Regions from separate parts of the Zea mays genome. Here region 2 is linked to region 1. A link is a contact called in public Hi-C data. All regions are on one chromosome and are shown on one strand. Each heading gives the region's core, a stretch centred on a gene start, on an enhancer-like site or on the middle of the called end of the contact. The rest is flanking DNA. Distances are from core to core; before and after follow the strand shown.

What was found. Hi-C and Micro-C count contacts between places; a contact is called where the count stands out from the background.
Region 2: a contact with region 1 is called in a Hi-C map of leaf, with 4 times the contacts expected there. The contact joins the promoter of LOC103639191 here to the promoter of LOC100282275 in region 1. A contact is called at or near these places in 4 of 25 Hi-C or Micro-C datasets (ear, leaf and tassel).

The regions. Positions count from the first base shown.
Region 1 is chr9:139,335,560-139,342,758 of Zm-B73-REFERENCE-NAM-5.0, forward strand. It overlaps LOC100282275 (mitochondrial import receptor subunit TOM40), which reads right to left and starts at 5,885. Exons shown (of 11, transcript NM_001155187.2): 1 at 5,504-5,885; 2 at 3,250-3,331; 3 at 2,902-3,001; 4 at 2,714-2,809; 5 at 2,569-2,619; 6 at 2,320-2,385; 7 at 1,533-1,634; 8 at 288-356; 9 at 92-175. The coding sequence starts at 5,702.
Region 2 is chr9:139,486,629-139,493,944 of Zm-B73-REFERENCE-NAM-5.0, forward strand. LOC103639191 (probable inactive receptor kinase) reads left to right here and starts at 2,484. Exons shown (of 3, transcript NM_001364724.1): 1 at 2,484-3,952; 2 at 5,100-6,728; 3 at 6,822-7,316. The coding sequence starts at 3,034. LOC100304416 (a long non-coding RNA gene) reads right to left here and starts at 6,439. Exons shown (of 2, transcript NR_157290.1): 1 at 6,183-6,439; 2 at 4,927-6,086.

The DNA.
Region 1 (7,199 bases), core at 4,635-7,134:
ATACAGATAAAAATGGTGAAGAGATACATTACTTGGAGCTCAATAGCTGATGCAATGCTATCTAAAATGTAAAACGTCTAAAAACACTGACCTGCCTAAGCAAGTAATCGTAACCAAAGCTGGAAGTTACGTCTCTTGACATATGGTTATACATGAAATCAGACGCAAGGGAAACCTGCAAATAAGGGTAACCAAATGAGACGCAAGGGAAACCTGCAAATAAGGGTAACCATAGAATAAACCAACACAGCATGTGAAAGCATACTGCTGTCATGGTGAAAGTCAACCTTCTCAGAAATCTTCTGGACATAACTTAAGGCAACTATTCCAGTGCTTGCGACCTGTAGAGTGCCCACCTGAAATGTTTATACAGAAAATAGTGATTGTGTTGCATTCTTAGAAGGTAGAACAAAAGGTGCACTTAAGGAAGCCATTCAAGTAGATCTCTGTGAGCTGAACAATGATAAGATGATGCTCTTATGCTTGTTCCTTGATGATGTTGAGTTCCACTTTCCAACTAATTCACTGCCAAGCTAAAGGGGGAAGGTGGGAATTAAGGTAATCTACTCATCCTTTCTCACTAAGCCTGTGATGCTACGATGTAAGCTAGTCCATGTTTGTAACTCTGTGTCAAGTCGTCACGCCCCACCATCGATCATAGTTCAGATAGGCAAGAACTCAGGTCCTTTACATCTGACACTGCTGGCATGAAGGCCGCAGGACATGGAACAGCAGCATCAACACAGGTGGCCCAGCAGCACAGGTGCGGCGCGATCACCTTGGACCACAAATCATTACTTTGATAGTTTGTTTCAGGTATGCTAGTAGATAGAAGTTAATTGGTTACTTCCTAAGGTTGTCTCCAGCAGCTTACCCATCTTATCTCACATCTCATCTCCTATTTCAAAACTCACTCTGTGAACAGTGCAGCTACAGTGGAAAACAGTGTTTTGCACGGCCATATGCACACTCTGCTGGAGATAACCCTAGTAGGGTTATTGGGTGGCTGGTCTATAGAGGTAGCTGTAGGCATCTTGTGTCGCAGACAAGAAAGAAGGCTAGGTCCTCTTCTTGTACGATATCACCCCCCCCCAGCAGAGATCATATCAAACACCATTACACCGATCACAATGTTGACATTAAAAGGGAACGCTCATCATGCCGTTGCACCTTCTGGTGTTCAGCAACATGATGACATTAAAAAAAGTGACTTTTGCACTCCTATTAAACATGTAATTTCGATAAAAGGCCTCTAGTTGTTTCTAACGGAAACTTCAAAGATCTCACAAACTTTTGACAAAAAGGCAGAACCGCAGCAGTGCAGCTGCAGCACAGACGAACTAGTCACTAGTGCAAACAAGAACATATGGGGAAAATGAAGCTAGGTGCTTTATAACTTAAGTCAATTTGAACATAATATAACCAGTTCAGCCCTTGTTGCAAAATTAATAGCCAGGCTGCAAATCCTTATACCAATATCAAGGTCAACTTGTACAACAAGCAAAACAACAAGGGATTCACTAGCTCCATACCATTTTGTCCGTGTTATAGCGACAGGCAAAACCAATTCCAGACTTCCTTTGGTGACCAAGCCAGAACATTTCAGTTCCCATTGATAGGTTCGGAGTAACACTCTGAAAAGTACGGTTTCATTGTCAGAAAAAGCTTAAATAATGGCCATCAATCTTTATAGCCAGAATAAGCCAAACTAATAACATATAGGAAATGGACATCATTCTAAAGGATGAGGACATCAATTCGCCTGCTCCAATTCAATACAGAGGAAACTCAGATATAAAGAATTACTTACTGAACATAAGAGCATAGCACTTAGCAAAGTACAAAATGCAAGAGCCAAGCACATGTTGTTAACTGCACTAGCAATCTAGCATAACCTAAATGCAACAGGAAATGCACAAATTTCACTGCTTATATTGAATTTGGCATTGAAGCAAGCAACTCAGATGTCATATCTACACATCCTGTAGTCAAATATAATTTGTTTCCAAAACTAAAAGCTTAAACACCCATAGCGGAGACTAAATTGATCCTTAGCATATCCACATCAACAAGGTAGTAAGATAATTAATTAATGGCAGTTAAGCAATCAAACAGTAAACACTTGAGGGCAAAGATATATGCAACTCAAACAGATATCAAGAAACACAAATATGAACAGAGGACATAACCAAGTCTACTGAATTTTACATGGCATTAAACTACCAAATGAGTCATTTCCCCCATCTTTCTACAGCAACGCATAAACATTAAGATGTAAGTTGAAACTTAGAAAGTAAAGTGCATTGCTAAAGTTTTTACCTGAATATAATTTGCACCATAGAATGCATTGTTCCCTATTTGGAATTGTGCTCGATAGTCACTTCCCTGTACAAATAAGTGAAGTGTTGATTCAAGGAACTAATAAATGTATGATAAAAACTACTCCTAGAAGCAAAGTAAAAGTTTGCCTATTACAGATGCTAATAAAAAATAATCATTTACGTTCAAAAAAAACTAATCATGAAAGTTTGGAAAACTACAATTGACTGACTTGTCAGAAACGTCAACCTTGTAGTCAAAGTTAAACATTCCTTGTGAGTAATGTGCCTCTTGGGTAAGCTGGGAAGAGAACAACCATCAGTAGAATAAGGAAAGCAAAGTATCAACGAAGGAAAGGATGAACCACTGAACCTAAACTCTTTGATCCATCTACCTGTGCATTTACTTTCAGCATCAGATTGTCTGTCAAATCACATTTCACGCGAGCATTAAGCCTTCCATCTGTCATCACCCTTCCAATGAGCATTAACTACACATAGTTTCATGCACAGAAGCAGATGAGTTAAGAAATAAATCATTATGGAAGATGCCACAATAACAACGGGTGACATGGAAACAAACCTTTGGATCTAAAAAATTGGCACCAAATTCATAATGAGCAGTTGGAACTTTAATAGTTTCAGACCCCTGGGCTGGAACTTCTAAGGAGCCCATAAAAACGCTGTGGAAGATGTTGTTAGGATATACTCGGGAAAATATAACATAAGATATTTGCTAACATTTATGTAATGATCTTAGTGGGCAGGCCTGGTGCAGTGGTGAGAGCTGTCTCACTGAATCACCAGGTCACGGGTTCGAAGCAGCCTCTCCGCAATTGCGGGGGGATACTTGGTTCAGTTTATCCCTTCCCCAGGCCACACTCATGTGGGAGCCTCTGGCCCTGGGTCTGCCCTTATGTAATGATCTTACCTGTGGCTAAGAGAAAACTTTTGATTCAACCCTTTTGTGAAGTCAAACCTCAATCCTTCAAAAAGTTCAGGCTTCAAAGACACTACAAAAGGAGCATGTCATCTGTCAGCAGAGATCACGAAAGTAATACTAAGGTCCTGTTTGTTTCAGATTATAATCTCTCTAGATTATATAATCCAGCACAAATAATCTAATAGTTAAACAAACACATAGATTATGAGTTCAGATTATATAATCTAAACTTCAGATTATGATAATCTCATAATCTCCTCAAGACTAGCTTATTTGAGATTATTTTGGCAAAAGACCTACTACCCATGGTAATGTAAATAGAAATTACAATATATGACATCCTTTTTTTCTCACCTTAAATAAGCAATAAGGGTATTGTTGTCTTTGTGAATAATCTACATTTGTATAATCTAAACTACCAAACAACTACATATATATTATAATATATCTAGATTATAATCTGGATTATATAATTTAGATTATAATTCAGATTATATAATCTATAAGCTGAAACAAACAGGCCCTAAAGTTATACAGTAGTGTGCATGCACCAAAAAACAGAACATCAATTGGACCATTTAGGTTTGCTATTGCTTTGGTCATACACAAAAAATAATAAACTACACAGAGCATATATCCCTCACCCCCAGTTAATTGAAAGGGAACTCAACAAGTGGATAAAAATTTCAAAATGACATTCTATTATTGTAATCTAAATTTTGAACATTACTACAGTTCAATCATTCTATTCAACCATAACATTTGTCTTCCAGTACTTCTCATCTCTTTCTGATAGAACAATATTTGATGGAGACTACTTAAACAGTTGAACTTGACTAAGGCTATGAAAGAAATGCTGAAGATTTTATTGGAGCTGGAAAAAAACAGAAAGGCAGCTTATGGGATCAAACTATATTTATAGTCATTTGTCAGTTATCAAAGTATACTGAGCAATGCCCATTGCCAAATATTTATAAGGTAGGAGTAGGAACCAAGCAAGTTGTCATGCACATCAAAACCTATAAGAAGTCTGAAAAGATCTTAGGCACTAAAGATGTGCATAAAAGCTCATGGGTAAGAACTAAAGAGCAAAGCAGTTTGCACATGGACACAAGAAAACAGATTACCCCTTCGCCTAAATTGTGTTTTCTATAACCAGCTAACTAATAATAGAATGCCATTCCCTTAGTATATTAAAACTTAAAAGGTCATATCAAGTATCAAACTAAATGAGAATGGGCTCGTAGCTGGGTAACATGGCATGTGAGGTAAGCTGCTCACTTGAGTTCAAATCATCAGGATTGTTTGAAAGGTGTTTCATCGTGGCATGCCCCCATAACAATTTCTAGATCAGCCTCTAGGATTTTTGCGCCAAAACTCGGGTTGAATCTTCGATACTCAGGATTGTTTGATGGGTGTCTCATCATGGCATGCCGCCAAATTAATTTCCAGATAAACCTCCAGCGCCTTTGGGCCATGATGGGACAGCAACGGGCCCGTATTTCAAACCAGGGCTTCGTGAACCTCTCCAGCAGGTATATGTGTGCATAGGGTCGATCTAGTGTACGTCTTAAGGGCAATAATTGATGTACATGTGGGATGTATGGAATGTGTTAAGATGTGTGTTCAGATACTACAATTTGTGCCATGAGTGGAGGCCTAAAGAAGCATCAAGAATATTTTCTTACAATTTATGGAATGTGCATAAAAAACATGGGCAGTGAGCTGGTAAACTGAATAAACAAGTCATAAGTCATCTGGATAGAGGCACAATGCATATGAATAATTGGTATTTGTGACAAGATATCAATGTTAAAGAAATAATTAAACAAATACCAAATCCTAGAGACAGCAAGTGTAGTGGAATCAAATGCTTTAGAGCAAAAACTACATCTGCAGTATCAGTTAATGTGCTGCACTGTGGGCACTGTGTGCAAAAGATACTTGTGTCATACACAAATGGCCAAGCAATTCCTAAGACACATCTATCAATGCTGTGTAATAATGACAATCAACTAAGCACCATAATTTTCAGATCCAACTATGAACCCCCGTAAAACTAAAGCAGCAGCCTAGAACTTGATCCATATCGAGAAATTCAATCTCCGTCGACCAACCAATTCTACCACGGGTCTCACCAACCACGTGGCAGCGCATACCGAGTGAAAACTACACAATGCCGCAGCACTGCACACGCACTAGCTGGTTATGGAGTTAAAACTGGACGGGTAAGGGGACAAACTGAGAGCCTCGCGCTGGATCTCCTCGAAGGGCACGGGGCAGAGGAGGTTGAGGTAGTCCACCTTCTCCTCCTTCTTCTCCTCTCCCACTGACGTCTGCGGGAGGATCCCGGCGAGCCCGGGGCCATAGGGCGGCGCGCCCTCCTGGGGTAGCGCTGAGTGAGGAGAAGGTGGCGCTGCTGCGGAGGCAACAGATCCCATGGCGATGGCGTAACCCTATGTCGGGGTTCTGGGGTTTGGGTTTGGGGCGCTCTGGCTTCGTCTCGTCCCCCACCTCGCGACGCTGAGGCGGCCGGAATTTTTCACCAAACCCTTTCACTTCTACGGCAGACTGCAATATGTCTGGTGGTTTGGGAGGAGAATGCGTTCGTTTGTTTAGGAATTAGGACATACCTGTCAAAGCGGGACGAAATGCTTGTCAGCTACTTCGATTCTTAGTTAGCTCGGTTTGGCTCGAATCCACCCGTATGAATTTTTTTATAAACTGAGCTTACATTCTAAGCCACATTTCAATCTCATCGGATAAACTTTAGCTTCCCGCTAAACTTTAGCCATATGAATTAAAGTGCTAAAGTTTAGCTTATTAAGGTTTTTGAACTACTCTAACAAAATTTAGCATATTGGAACAAAAAAGACACTCATGCCCCTAATGCAGAGAGAGAATGAGATTAGATGGTATCAAAATGGGGTTCACTGGCCCACGTTTAACTACTTTTAGCACCCCTTGAGCAGCTTATAAGATAATGAGTGCTAAATTTTATCACACCACTATTAGCTCTCATGTTTAGATCATCAAATGGCTAAAAACAGCTAAAAAAGCTGCTAAAGTTTATCTCTTGAGATTAAAACAGGGCTAACTCGGTTCGTTAACGAACACGCTATCACATTTTAGCAAATAAAACTATATGCATATCATTTATGTAACAATTAATAAATATGTTATAGGTTTGTGTGGTGTCTAATAACTATGAGTTAAATTAATGATTGATGAATTGTGTACGTGTACATTTTAATAGACACTAACTCTAACTCTCCCAACCCTTTTAAGCACGCATCACCCAACCAAACGACTAGCCATCGTTCACTCCGCCCATCCGTCAAACAATATTTTTTGTTAAATGTTATATTTATTTATGATGTATTGTAATTGGGTATCGTGTTGGTGTTAATATCATATAAAATAAAATATGGTCATGTTTTTTGTCGGGAATGGAGACCCATTAGAGACCCGATACTAGAATAGGAATGGGGATGAGATGAATCATATACCCATGGTGGGTATGGGGATGGAGATATGTATAATTTCATAGGAATGAGTATGGGATGTCTAAACCTGATGCATTGACATTTCCAGTTCAGGAACCGTCATATGGAACCATTTCGACAAGGGATACTTAATTTGTATAAGTTTTGATAGTCTGGAATCATTCCTAGACTTAATTTCGGTTAGGTCGCGTCTGCGACCATGGGCAGGGGCAGCAGATTGGGGAGGAAGAACAAGGCGAAGATCGAGAAGACGAACGGGACGTTTGACGACGACGAAAACGATGGTGCGTGCATGCTATGAAACGTTCTCATGCCTCGTGCAATAGCATTGCGCGGGTCGATGTCGAGGTTGGTGTCAGACGAATACGGGAAGAAGACGCCTGCTCCCACGCCCTATGGCAAGAATAGGATGGCGCAGAGGCGGAGGCATGA
Region 2 (7,316 bases), core at 1,234-3,733, 150 kb after region 1:
ACTGGTATACTAGCCGTGCTCACGGTCATGAGCAGCTCGGACCCTCACATGATTAATTTATGGAACTTAAATTCAATTTGTCATATGCATTGCATCGCAGGTGATGTTGTTACTTTTGTTCTACTACTTAATTGGGTTGGTATTTACTTATACTTAGTAACTGCTAATAAAGTTTTGACCAACTTTAAAAGCAATGCTCAGCTCTAACCATCCTCTTTGGTAAGCCTTACACTTCACGTGAGCTCCCACCTTTGGCGAGTTCATGCACATGATTCCCCACAACTTGTTGAGCGATGAACGTATGTGAGCTCACTCTTGCTGTCTCACACCCCCACAGGTCAAGAACAGGTACCGCAGGATGAGGCGCTTGGAGGATGCTGTGATGAGTTCGTGAGTGGTCTAGACCGTCGTCTCCCAGTCAACTTTGGGTTGCTGGACCGTTGTCTCCTTTTAATGTAATTATTTATTTATTTTGTATAGAACTCCGATTATATAGTAAAGATGTGACATTCGATCCTGTGCCATGATTCATCATATGTGTGAGACTTGGTCCCAGCACACCTGGTGATTATGTTCGCGCCCGGACTTTGGACCCCTAAAACCCGGGTGTGACAGAGGCGCTCCGCTATAATTCACCGGACTGTCCGGTGTCCCAAGGGAGAGCAACTCGGAACTCGCCAGCTTCGGGAATCCGCTCCGCTATAATTCACCGGACTGTCCGATGAGTCACCGGACTGTCCGGTGTGACAACGGAGCAACAACTACTTCGCGCGCAACGGTCGACTGCAACGCATTAAATGCGCGCCTGTGCGCGCAGAGGAGCAGAGCACGCGCGGGTGGCACACCGGACAGCCTACAGGGCCTGTCCGGTGCACCACCGGACAGCCAGGCGGGCCCACAAGTCAGAGCTCCAACGGTCGGAACCCAACGGCCTGGTGACGTGGCTGGCGCACCAGACAGTGTTCGGTGGTGCACCGGACTGTCCGGTGCGCCCGTCGACTTCAGCCTTCACCAACGGTCAAGTTTGGTGGTTGGGGCTATAAATACCCCAACCATCCCCACATTCAAGTCATCCAAGTTTTCCACCTTCCAACTACTTACAAGAGCTCTAGCATTCAATTTTAGACACAACCAAATAGATCAAATCCTCTCCCAACTCCACAAAGCTCTAGTGATTAGAGAGAGAGATTTGTTGTGTTCTTTTGAGCTATTGCGCTTGGATTGCTTCTTTCTCTCATTCTTTCTTGCGATCATCTCATTTGTAATTGAGGCAAGAGACACCAATTGTGTGGTGGTCCTTGCGGGAACTTTGTGTTCCGATTGATTGAGAAGAGAAGCTCACTCGGTCTAAGTGTCCGTTTGAGAGAGGGAAAAGGGTTGAAAGAGACCCGGTCTTTGTGACCACCTCAACGGGGAGTAGGTTTGCAAGAACCGAACCTCGGTAAAACAAATCCTCGTGTCTCACTCTTTATTCGCTTGCGATTTGTTTTCACGCCCTCTCTCGGACTCGTTTATACTTCTAACGCTAACCCGACTTGTAGTTGTGATTAAGTTTGTAAATTTCAGATTCGCCCTATTCACCCCCCTCTAGGCGACTTTCAGTTTCCTCTTTTCTGCCATCATGCCGAAGCTTCCTTGCGCACAGCTTCGGCTCTGTTCCATCCTTCGTTCTCTTTGCGTTTCTTCATACAACAATTTTGACTTGTCCGGAGGGTTCGTGTCCGAAGGTACCTGCTCATGTATTATATTCCAGAAACATTGTTAAATCACGTTTTTGAGGACCTTCGGAAGCCGAAGGCCCCCAACACAACATTTGACTCAAGTGGCCAAGGAGTTTTTTTCCCAGGAGCATGATTGGCGGTCTAGTCTTCGGAGTGATAGCCACTAGTGTGTGTTTTTAGATTTCGTTGGGCTGTGTGCTCTTATGGGCACAGGCCGAAAGTGACTTTCAAGGGCTCGTATCATCTCGATGTACTGTTCTTGAATGAATAAAAATCCTTCCCTTTCAAAAAAAGAAAAAAAAAGAAATAGGGGATGTGATCGTGGATCCTATGGAGATAGCCTAATAGCACATATATAGGTAAATTTCGATATTAATTTAAATTTAAAATTATTAATGATACATGAAGATTAGATGAATATTATTACTTTTAGTTAGTTTACATATAATATATTTATTGTTGTAAATAACGTTAGTACTTTATTTATTTAACAATATATGCTTTATAAATTGACTTAATATCTGAATTAAATCCAAAATATTCGTTTTGTACTAATATTTAAAAACATGTATATTCACTTTCTTATTTATATTCGAATTAAAAATATAATAAACAAATGACATCTGGATTCGGTTTGATGTGAATGAGTGAATCCGTTCCGTTTCCCGTTTCCCATGCTAGGCCGCTACTTGCTGGCTCGCACAGTCGCACTGGTGCGGTATAGTCCGACTACACCCATCCATCACGGCCTCAGCCCTCAACCACTCGGCCACTCCCTCCAGTCTCCACACACACGCGCGCCATTGCCGCTGCTGCTCATCGTACTCCCAAATGGAGCAGCCTGCATTCCCCTCTTGCTCCGTGGAGCGCATTCGCTCCAGCACAGGGAAGCTGTGACGCATCGCCGCCGCCAAATCCTCCACCCGACGGCTAACGCTTTTCTCTCGGGTCTAGTCGGGGTGGAGATCCGTCAAGGCCATCTCGTCGCGTTGTTGGTCAGTAATCCTAGCTCGCTTGGACGAAGCAACCAGCACTATGGTTCTTGGATGACAAAATTGGAGCAGGCCACTGCTCACACTGCGGCGGTGTCCATTTCTTCGTGTCTCGGTTCTTGGCCCCGTCCTTCCTGATTTCTCTGCTTTTCATACTGAAAAAATCCTCAAACCTTTCATCCTTAATCCCCTTTCTCGGTTCCAAGGGAGCTTAAACCCTACCCTACTGCCTTTTTCATCTTAAGCTCCGTATCTCGAAAAATCCATCCCATTTGCATGAGCATTGCTTCAATTGCCTGGCTGCACAGCAGGATCTTGCGATGCGGCTCATCTTGTTGTGGCTCTCGATCTGGGCCGTGTGCTCCGCTGCCTCGGCGGGGGCTGGTTCAGACATGGAGGCACTGCTGGAGTTCTCCCGAGGCATCCGGCAAGACCCGTCCCGCCGCCAGGCCATTCCCTGGAACCCCACCAGCGCGCTGGACTCCGACGACTGCCCCGTTGATTGGCACGGCGTGCAGTGCATCGGCGGGCAGATTCTTTCCATTGCGTTCGACGGCATTGGTCTCGTTGGAAATGCTAGCTTGTCGGTGCTAGCGAGGATGCCGGTGCTCCGGAACTTGTCCCTGTCAGACAACAAGCTAGAAGGGTTCTTGCCGGGTGAGCTGGGGTCGATGGCGTCGTTGCAGTTGCTGGATCTGTCCAACAACAGGTTCTCCGGTTCAATTCCGTCTGAGTTGACTAAGCTGGCAGGTTTGGGCTATCTCAATCTCTCTTCCAATGGTTTTCGTGGCGCATTGCCGTTGGGTTTCCGGAACTTGAGGAAATTGAAGTACTTGGACCTTCATGACAATGGCTTCACTGGCAAATTGGACGACGTATTCGCGCAGCTGCAGAGCCCAGTCCATGTTGATTTAAGCTGCAACCAGTTCTCGGGGTCCTTGGCATCGATCTCTGACAACTCATCTGTGGTTAGCACGCTTCAGTACTTGAATGTTAGCCACAATGTGCTGTCAGGGACATTGTTTGACAGTGTTCCGATGCCTTTGTTCGACAGCCTTGAGATTTTTGATGCGAGTTTTAATATGCTCAGTGGCAACATCCCGCAGTTTAATTTTGTCATCTCCCTCAAGGTGCTGCGCCTGCAGAACAATAATTTTTCTGGCTCCATCCCAGAAGCATTCTTTAGGGAGACGTCTATGGTGCTGACTGAACTTGACCTTAGTTGCAACCAACTTACAGGTCAGAAAATTTTCCTACTCAGCCTCATGCTTATCTTAAACATTGCATTCAGCTCGCTCTTACGCATGTTTCTTTGCCCATAACATTTTCCTAATGCTTAAACTAGCATATTATAATGAGATACATGTAAAAGATTGGGCAGGCCAGTGCCGGAGGCTCCCGCATGGGTCTCGAAAAGGGATAAACCGAGGCAAGTTTTTCTCTGTAAATACGGAGAGGCTGCTTCGAATCCGCGATCTAGTGATATATTGAGACATCTCTCATCATTGCACGAGGCTTGCTCTCACCACGTGTAAAAGATTGACGTTATTAAATCATTGACCTGGCACCATCTTCTTTTTCACATTTGTGGTATACCTTTCTCTTTTTTTAGTAAACAATACATGCAATTTTAAAGCATACAAGAAATGTGGATTACCTATTATGCATGAAGCAAAATTGCTAATTTCCTTCTTCTGAAGTCACCGCAAAAGTTTCTACCTCTAATTTACCAGCTACTGGTATACTAATTGCGATTATATCCGAAGATACATTTTCTGTTACTGATTGTTCAATTTTGAGTCATCCAATGTGCACAGCTAAAGCTATGTTTCTGAGCTAGTTGTCATATTTTATACTACTATTACTTAGATCAATGACAGTGAAAAAATACAGGCCTAGTGCCGGAGGCTCCCATGTGAGTGGGGTCCGGCAAAGAGATAAACCGAGGCAAAGGCTTCCCTCCGCAGGTACAGAGAGGTTGCTTTGAACTGTGATGTGGTGACTCACCGAGATAGCTCTCACCGCTGTAACAGGCCTGCCCTTCTAAGAATATATTTGCTGATCAAGTTTAGTCATTCCCAGCTATAGCATAATAAATGAATTAGGAAAATGGCAATAGGAAATTTAGGTTCTCGACAAAAATTCCCCTGTGTGGTACCTTGTTGATTGCATTTTTTGGAGATGTTGATTGGAAGTTTCAATAAGACAGTTTGCAAGATCCGTAAACTTTTTTCATTTGAATGAGAATTAATTTAGATCAGTAAAACATTTCTTGCCTAATTTGGCACAGGCATGTGTGCTATTTAATCATTTATACAATGTGTACCATTTAATAATAATAATGCTGATTGCTTCTTTTTACTGTGTCCCCTTTTTTCTTACACAGGTCCAATTAGACGTGTGACATCAACAAACTTGAAGTACTTGAACCTGTCACACAATAATCTTCAGGGAACTTTACCGATCACATTTGGAAGCTGTTCAGTAGTTGATTTGAGTGGAAACATGCTGTATGGGAACTTATCAGTTGCCCGAACATGGGGAAATTATCTCCAGATGGTTGATTTGAGCTCAAACAGATTAACAGGAAGTTGGCCAAATGAGACAACCCAGTTTTTAAGGCTGACATCTTTGAGGATTTCCAACAACTTGCTATCAGGAGAACTGCCAATTGTCCTTGGAACCTATCCAGAGCTGATTTTCATTGACCTCAGTATTAATCAGCTGCATGGACCTTTGCCTGGAAATCTGTTTACAGCGGTTAAGCTGACTTTTCTTAATCTTTCAGGCAACAGTTTTACAGGGACTCTCCCCCTTCGAAATTCCGATACCAAGAACTCGACTTCTATAGACTTGTCCATTCTTCCTGTGCAAACTTCAAACCTCTCCTATGTTGATCTTTCAAGCAATTTTTTGCACGGCTCACTGCCTATGGGCATTGGTGATTTGAGCGCGTTGACATTGCTGAACCTTCGTCAGAACAACTTTACTGGCGAAATCCCAAGAACAATCACCAAACTTAAGAATCTCTTATACATTGACTTATCAAGCAACAATTTCAATGGTAGCATACCTGATGGCCTCCCTGATGATCTGGTCGAATTTAATGTTTCCTACAACTACCTGTCTGGCTCTGTTCCAAGTAATTTACTGAAATTCCCAGATTCATCTTTCCATCCAGGGAACGAATTGCTCGTTCTTCCTCGCTCTGAATCATTAAATGGTTCTGACAAATCAGATGAGGCAAGACACGGCTTGAAGCGTGGGATTCTATATGCATTGATTATCTGTGTTGTTGTATTTGTTACTGGGATTATTGCGCTTTTGCTTGTTCATTGGAAGATCAGTAGCTGGAAAAGTAGGGAAAAAGGTACTGGCCAAGGTAAACATGTGGGTCAAGTCCAGAGTGCTCAGAGAAGTGCAGAAATTTCAACAACTGAAATGCATGATGTAGCATTAGAATCGTCACCTTCTGCAGAGTATGGAGCTGTTTCATTGCCTGGCAAGGAAAGACGACATGAAGCCCAAGATGCGCCAATTGATGCTGCTTATTTCAACGAACCAGCAGGTAGTAGCTCAGCCCGTAAAGACAGCACAAAGTCTTCGATGCCTTCTTTATCATCGTCGCCTCCTGATGCACGCTCCCAGCATCATCACTCTATCCTTAGAGTGCACTCTCCTGATAAACTGGTTGGGGATTTACATCTTTTCGACAATTCAGTTGTGTTCACGGCTGAAGAGCTCTCTTGTGCCCCTGCTGAGATAATTGGCAGGAGCTGCCATGGGACATCCTACAAGGCTACACTTGATAACGGGTACATGCTGACAGTGAAGTGGCTGAAGGAGGGCTTTGCTAAGAGTAAGAAAGAATTTTCCCGTGAAATAAAGAAGCTTGGCAGTGTAAGGCACCCCAATCTTGTCCCCTTGCGTGGCTACTACTGGGGCCCCAAAGAGCATGAGAGGATCATGATATCAGACTATGCAGATGCCACATCTCTGTCTACCTACTTGTCTGGTAAGATGGTTCCTTTCCTCCACCCCCTTTACTCATCAATCTCTGTTTCATACTTAATATGGACGTTTTCTGATGCATATTTCTTCTTTCTAGAATTTGATGAGCGGAATCTCCCACCCCTATCAGCTGGACAGCGGCTGAACATTGCGATTGATATTGCCCGCTGTCTAGATTACCTGCACAACGAGCGGGTGATTCCACATGGCAACATCAAGTCGTCTAACGTCCTGATTCAGAACTCCACTCCATCTGCTCTGGTGACTGACTACAGCCTTCACAGGCTGATGACTCCAATCGGCATGGCGGAGCAGGTCCTAAACGCCGGCGCGCTAGGATATTCCCCTCCTGAGTTTTCAAGCACCAGCAAGCCATGCCCATCTCTGAAGAGCGACGTGTATGCCTTCGGTGTCATCCTGCTGGAGTTGCTGACAGGGAAGATTGCCGGTGAGATCATCTGCATGAACGATGGCGTGGTCGACCTGACCGACTGGGTGAGGATGCTGGATCTGGAGGAGCGTGTCTCGGAGTGCTACGACAGGCACATCACGGGTGTTGAGAGCTCGGAAGGCGCCCCACAGGCACTGGATG